2 separate regions of the Mus musculus genome follow, and region 2 is linked to region 1. The links are chromatin contacts, called in public promoter capture Hi-C maps. All regions are on one chromosome and are shown on one strand. Each heading gives the region's core, a stretch centred on a gene start, on an enhancer-like site or on the middle of the called end of the contact. The rest is flanking DNA. Distances are from core to core; before and after follow the strand shown.

Region 1 (3,643 bases), core at 511-3,010:
TCTGGACGAAGCCTACTTGAATATAACACAGCACTTGCAGGAAAGGCAAGATTGGCCTGAGGACAAAAGAAGATACTTCATCAAGATGGGAAACTACTTAAAAATCGGTAAGCAATGTCTTAAAAGTACCAACTACCAACTAACAGAAAGCAGCTCTTGGAATATACCCAGTTAACTCATATAATAAGATTAGATTCATCTTTGTAAAAATGAAAAATCAGAAACTTAAAATATACCAATGGGGTTTTAAAAATTAGATCTATGCAATCTCTTAAAATGAGATGAAAGTGTTAAATCTCCAGATCTTAGGAAATTACAAGCTTCTTCAGACTGTTTGCCAAACAGTTATTTTCTTAATATCAAAGCATTTAGATTACATTGAAGTAAAGGAAGCTCTCTGTTTAAAGTGGCTTTTGTTGTTATTGTTGATAGGAATCAGACTTTTAAAAAGATTAGCCCCAAACACACCAAAACCCTTGGTGATTTCGTTGTCCTTTGTTCCCGGGTTTCCTATAATCTAGTTCTAAGACGACAGTGTGGCTGTTTCCAACCCTGCAGACATCCATAAACTCCTCTCTCTCCTTCACCATAGACCTTGCTGTGCCACGTGGGGGAGGGGCAGCGGTACACCTGGATGTCTTCTGTCACTCTCTTCTGAGGCAAGGTCTCTGGGGATCTGCTGTTGTCATTGTCCCTCCCATCGCCCTTTACTTCGGAGGCCCCGCTATACCTAGCTTTTATGCTGGCATTGTAGATCTGAACTCGGGTCCTCAAGCTTGCGTGGCAAGCGCTTTACCCGCTAAGGCATCTCCACAGAGCCTCATGATTCTTCTACACAACTAGAGGATTCGGGACTCACTCCATAGATTTGTATTATTTATCCAAAGTGATACCGTGAAACATTCGGATGTTACACATTCTGCCTCCAGTCCCTTTGCCAAAAGGGCTAGTACTTCAAATGTCTGACCTGTCTCAAATGCATGAACAAAGTTCACCCAGCTGAAAAGGTGACCCAAAAGGACTCACTCACAAACCGCAGCCACATTTCATGTGTGTAACGTCTTCACAGCATCAGAGGGGCTAGTCAGTGGTGGGCAAGCAGGCTAGTAACCTCCTTGAGCAAAAATGGTCGGGGTGTGGTGGAATCGAATATTTTTCCCTTTTTTTTTGTTTTTTTTTTGTTTTGTTTTGTTTTGTTTTTGGCTTTTGTTTTTGGTTTTCTTTTGTTTTGATTTGATTTTTTGAGACTGGGTTTTCCTACATAGCCTTGAGCCCTACCTGTCCTGAAACTCACTGTGTAGACCAGGCTGGCCTCAAACTCTGAGATTAAAGGCTTGCGCCACCACACCCAGCAGCATCAAATTCTAAGACTCACACGGTTAGGAGCTCCCCTTGTTTGCAACAAGTTTAATACAGACACCAAATCAAAGCCTCATTATCTTATTTCCTAGGTCTTTCTTTTTTCTTTGATGGAAACATCAAAAAAAGAATAGTAGCTTCTAAACACAGAAGCTTGGAACAACAGCAGAAAGACCTTTGCCCTTTTGGCATAACCTTATTGTTTGGGCATGAGAGGTAAAAAGTAGAAAAGTAAAAATGTAAAAGCCTATTCTGTTAGTTTCTTAGTGTTTTTGAGAGCAGTGGAGAGGAAATTACTGATTGATTTTAAGCACCCCCTCAATGGCTACTCTTGCCTTGTGTTTAAAAACTGCTTTAGGCTTAAGGTGAGTGACTTCCTCTCTGCCAGTGCTCCTTTCAGTGTCCAAGCTGGCGATGGTGAGGTGATGTCACAGCAAGGTTGCTCATTTGCCCGGTGTTCACTTCATCTGTTTCATATTCTTAAGCAAATGAAATGATTTAACTTTTGTTTTTTACACATAATTCCCTATGGGCTGCATTCTTACGAACAGCAAACCTTGTATTTTCGGGGTTTGCAAGTGGGCAGGTGATTGGTGGATCTTTCAAGATTCTTTGTCTCTAGAAATAGGTAGTGAACTATTGTCCTTATTTGCAAATAGAATATTAAGCATTGTTTTATGTCTGCTTTGCCATACAAATCTAGCTGGCAAGTGTTGTGCTGTGTTGGAGATTCGAACGCTAGCACTTGAGTGCTTGCGGTCCACATGGAGCACTCTAGTCTGGCTCTGTTGCTCTGCTTGCTTCAGTCAGGGAGAGTGTGAAGGAGTTTCATTCAGCAGCCGGTTACACAGCCAGGCCACACAGAGGTCAAGTACAGCTGGGGTTGAAAAGATGCTGTGTTGCTGCAGCAGCTCTGACGATGCACCAGAGGCAGCATCTTGGCTTCCGGGAGTAGAGGGCGCCAGGGCGAGACACAACTCCGAAGGGGGCTCAGGAGCCGGGTCAGGATGATAGACTGGCCTGCATTCTGTCTGTAGCCCTTTACCTTGACTTCTGTGCAGCCGACTGGAAGAAAGGGCGTCTGGGTAGCCCTCATGTCAGCTGTCCCATCCTCTTACTCCTCCCAAGTTGCCCTAAAGTTTAAAAATCAGAATGTGAACATGGAAATGGCCTGAAGCACAGATGTGGTGAGAACAGGTTGTACTGTGTGTGGCCTGCAGATTCAGAGTTGAGGTTTCTATCTGTAAAGCAACTCATACACCATAATTAAAGATTGCAACTAATCAAGTATACTGTTATATTATTTACATATCTGTAAACATTTTTCTCTCTCCCTCTCTCTCTTTCTTTCTTCCTTCCTTCCTTACTTCCTTCCTTCTCTTTCTTTATTCTTTCTTTCTTTCTTTCTTTCTTTCTTTCTTTCTCTCTTTTCTTTCTCTCTTTCTTTCTTCCTTTTAAAAAGAGCTCTGGCTGTCCTGGAACTCACAGAAACCTGACTGCCTCTGCTTCCCCAGGGTTGGGCTTAAAGATGTGTGCCACCACCCAGCCTTCTTTAAACATTTTCTAAAGACCAAGGTCATTTTTCAAGGAAAATACCTTCAACTGTGTCTGGAAATTTAATTTAAGAAAATTAAGCTCCTATACCTATAATCTCAGCACTCTGAAGGCTGAAGCAATAGAATTTGGTGTTCAAGACCAACCTGGACAGGCTGCATAGTTAATGTGAGGATAACCTAGCTTTAAAAAAAAATAAAAAAGAATATAATTGTTGCTTCTGTATTTACCTTGATTTGGGAAATATATGTGTTATGATATGGGATCAGAAAACTGTTGTTAATCCTATAAATATATTTAAATTGTTTTTATCTTATATTAAGCTTAGAGAACAGTTTTTAGTGGAATTATTCATGTGACTATTTTTGGTATTGTCATCCTCCTGTCTCACCCTCCCATGTACTGGGTCTTGGGATCCCAGGCACACACCAGTGTGCCCAACTCCTCTACGTCCTAACAGTACCACTCTCCAGTGTGTTAATGATTACACTTTCTGCTTTAAATCTGGGCCTTCATTAGTTGGATCAGACTCTAAGAATTTATGTAAAGAAGTTCTGCTTTCATTTTGCTGAAAGGACCCTGATTTAGCTCTCTCTTGTGAGGCTATGCCAGTACCTTGCAAATACAGAAGTGGATGCTCACAGTCAGCTATTAGATGGAACACAGGGCCCCCAATGGAGGAGCTAGAGAAAGTACCCAAGGAGCTGAAGGGATCTGCAGCCCTATAGGT
Region 2 (3,643 bases), core at 782-3,281, 76 kb before region 1:
AAAAATTGTTTCTAAATAAAATTATTCATTTCATATATACATGGCCTTCCTTTTCTATATATTTTGAAAACAAATCTGATTTTAAAATGACTTTAGAACTGAGTACTTTCTTTTATAACAGTTATTATTTAACATCACACTAAAATATGCAGTATCTAATCTAACAAGAAACAAACAGAAGTCATCTCTTTGAGACTTTTGCTCCCAGTGAGCAGGTTATTCTGGGTGAGTTTACTAAGGAAGGAAAGCATAAGTAGGCACTGAGTATAGGACCCTACTGGATTCATAACTAGTAGTCATCTAACACTGGGCATTAAGGGTTAAAGGGAGAGTTTGGGAGACTTCAAAAAATTGTAAATTTTTTGTGCCCAATTTGATAATTCTTATAAATTAATATATCTGAGTCCATAAGGAAACTTGTAGTCTAAAAAAAACCATAAACATGAAGAATTATTAAAATATGAGAATAGCCTGAATCAATAAGTCCATGACTTAAGTCAATAAGTTATTTCCTGTAAATACATACTTGTAGGATGGCAGAAGAACTTATTGGCTAAAAGCCCACCCTCTTGGGTTGGAAAGACTGGCTCCTTTACTTACCAGTGTCTAACCTTGGACAGGCTACTTAATCTTTCTGTGCTTCAATTACCTCAGGTAACAATGCTATTCTCATATAAATATATGAGTAAAGTAAGGTAAGTCTATTATGCAGTTTACACACATTCATCCTCAAAATTAGCTATCATTACCTCTCTATCACTCGAGAAGTCTTAGAATACACAACACTTTTTTCTCATACATGCACCTATGAAAGTCAGAGATAGAGCGTAAAGGCATGTGCTGTATATTTGCATGAAATAGATTAATATAGAGCTTATTGTATAATGAGTATAAGAGGATCCTGGGAAGGAACAGAAACCTTCAGTCCTTCCAGATGTTAAATATTAGTAAAACCTGTCTGGAACTTCTAATAAAACAAGCCCACTACAAGAACCAATCCATACCAATCTAACTCAACCAAACCAAATAAACAAGCAAACATACAATAGCCTTCCAGTGACATGAGAACAGAACGATATGTTTACTATTCCAAACGGACTGTCCAGCTATCCAAAGAGCAGGTAATAGCCAGAGAAAGTAACTGTGAATTGAATGAGCCGAAATGATCAGAGTCCACATCATTCATGCTCTACATTTTTGTTTATCCTGAGTAGGCTATATTGCTCATCTGTTTGTTTTTATTTGGAGGTGGAGAGAAAGGAACCATATAGCATGCTATCATATTTCATTTTATAGGAAACGTACTAAGCTTATGCATCTAGTACATAGTAGTGGCATGACTCAAAAAAAATGTATGGATCTGATTGTAGCAGTACTAAAACACTAGTTTACACAACACATTGCCTTTTATGGCCACCCAAGAGCAAGAGGAGGAATTCCATTAGTTTATACACATAGGCTAGGAGAATTCAGATGATGTACTAATTTTAAAGAACTGGTCTTAAGAGAACTGTGTTCCAGCAATAAGCTTACCAGTAGTAATTGATAAAAAAGAGAATTAATATAAAATCAAATGCTAAAATAGAATGAACTAGCAGGGCAGTGGTGGCACCCATCTTTAATCCCAGCACTTGGGTGGTAAAGGCAGGCAGATCTCTTGAGTTCAGGGTCAGCCTGGTCTACAGAGTGAGTTCTGTAGACTCAAACAGCTAGAGAGAGAAAAACTGTGTAGAATTAAGAAAACAAAACAAAAAACAAAATAACCCGCCCCCAACAAACTCAGAACGAACTAGAAGTTAGTAGCATAATACACAAAATATTTAATTTTACTACAAATATGTCAGCTCCTTGTAAAATTACACTTTCTTTACTTTCCAGGGTGGCAGAGAGATGATGAGTCACATAAAGCTCGTGACATCAGAACAGAAAGATATGTTTACTATTCCAAACGGACTGTCCAGCTATCCAAAGAGCAGGTAATAGCCAGAGAAAGTAACTGAATTGAATGAGCTGAAATGATCAGAGTCCACATCATTCACGCTCTACATTTTACACTAACTGGTTCTCAGCGACCTCTAACTGGTTCTCAGCGACCTCTAACTGGTTCTCAGCAACCTCTAACTGGTTCTCAGCAACCTCTATCTGGTACTCAGCAACCTCTAACTGGTTCTCAGCGACCTCTAACTGGTTCTCAGCGACCTCTAACTGGTTTCTCAGCGACCTCTAACTGGTACTCAGCGACCTCTAACGAGTTCTCAGCGACCTCTAACTGGTTCTCAGCGACCTCTATCTGGTACTCAGCGACCTCTAACGGGTTCTCAGCGACCTCTAACGGGTTCTCAGTGACCTCTAACGGGTTCTCAGCGACCTCTAACTGGTTCTCAGCGACCTCTATCTGGTACTCAGCGACCTCTAACTGGTTCTCAGTGACCTCTAACTGGTTCTCAGTGACCTCTAGAAACTGGCAGGTCTCAGTGTCATCATCGCCTTAATAATTTGGTATTAATTCTAAAGATCAGGTTAACTTCATGTTTACTTTAGTAAAATTTCCAAGTGAAATCGTCAACAGTCCTTAATGATATTGACCCAGGAAATACATTACTCTATCTGCTTTATTAGGGAAAGAAAGAAGATAATTTGTAAATTAAAGGTAGTAACATTTGAAATTTCTCCTTCAGTTAGTTAAAGAAATCAAAATAAGTTAGTTTTAGAATTTACAGTTAATTTACATATCAACTAGCATGCTGCTTAGCAGTCACACATCACTTATTTTATTTTTGTACATTAAGCATGAAAACAATAACAAAATTTATTTGTTTTAAAAGTAGCTATATTAGTTTTTCCAAAGAACTTAAGATCAGCTTAAGTCTCATCTCTGAGATCCAAAGAAATCAAAAACATGAGCTGCATGCTTTATGTACTTATCTCCTGCAAACACAAAACACAAATGGAAACTTGCATAGTACCTGGCTTGGACTATACTGAGGAAAGAGAACAAAATAAAGTTCTCTCAGAGAAAAGAATAGCCATAAGTCTAAATCAACTGACAAAACCTTAAAGGTCAAATCTGCTAAAAATATACAAATTGGTCCTGCTTAAATGACATCTTTAATCACCAATGAGAGAGCTGGCCCTGAATGAATATAATCAACTTTCCGGGTGTGTACATTTAGCCACTCTCATTGAATGTTCAGCTCTTCTTCCAGAGACAATATGCTATAATTTACGGAATCTATTGACTCCAAAGCCCTTGCTTTTCAACTATACTATAAGCAGGGACATTTGTCACTTTGGAGATGGATGTGTACACACACACACACACACACACACACACACACGACATACATAATTTATAATGATGTATATCTTATAAACATTTTAGATAAATGAGATCTTACCTATCCCTTATTATAGTTTTGACCAGAAGCACAACCAACTGACAGTTGAGGGACGTCTGAGATTCTAAAGTACTGGCTCATCTTGTTTTTAAATAATCAAAATGACCCTCATTTTTCATGTATATGCTCTCTTATGAAGTTATAGCCAAAAAATAACTAAGACTTAGAAAACATTTTAAACCAACATAATACTAAAAAGATATTTATTTTCTAAACTGAAAATAAACCAAGAAAGGAAAAGGTGA

The links. Promoter capture Hi-C pulls out the DNA fragments that hold promoters and counts their contacts.
Region 2: a contact with region 1 is called in a promoter capture Hi-C map of liver, with 1.9 times the contacts expected there. The contact joins two enhancer-like sites. A contact is called at or near these places in 11 of 39 promoter capture datasets (the HPC-7 cell line, embryonic stem cells, frontonasal cranial neural crest and 7 more), 4 of 484 Hi-C or Micro-C datasets (CD8 T cells, cerebral cortex, conventional type 1 dendritic cells and 1 more), 1 of 115 datasets of contacts at active chromatin or transcription factors (bone marrow-derived macrophages) and 3 of 9 other capture datasets (adipose tissue, liver and pancreatic islet).

Annotation. Positions count from the first base shown.
Region 1 is chr13:96,497,983-96,501,625 of GRCm38.p6, reverse strand. Polk (polymerase (DNA directed), kappa) reads left to right here. Exons shown (of 15, transcript NM_012048.3): 6 at 1-107. Among named protein-coding and RNA genes, the nearest start is that of Ankdd1b, 29 kb to the right of the region's middle. Within about 2 kb of position 1,760, at least 9 of the 459 cell types and tissues checked have an H3K27ac peak or open chromatin away from gene starts, as enhancers often do. A contact at or near this core is called in liver, where this site is marked.
Region 2 is chr13:96,574,504-96,578,146 of GRCm38.p6, reverse strand. The region is part of intron 3 of Cert1 (ceramide transporter 1); the gene reads right to left. Gm46436 (a long non-coding RNA gene) reads right to left here. Exons shown (of 2, transcript XR_001781022.2): 1 at 2,411-3,643; 2 at 1-2,305. Among named protein-coding and RNA genes, the nearest start is that of Gm46436, 4.3 kb to the right of the region's middle. Within about 2 kb of position 2,031, at least 5 of the 459 cell types and tissues checked have an H3K27ac peak or open chromatin away from gene starts, as enhancers often do. A contact at or near this core is called in liver, where this site is marked.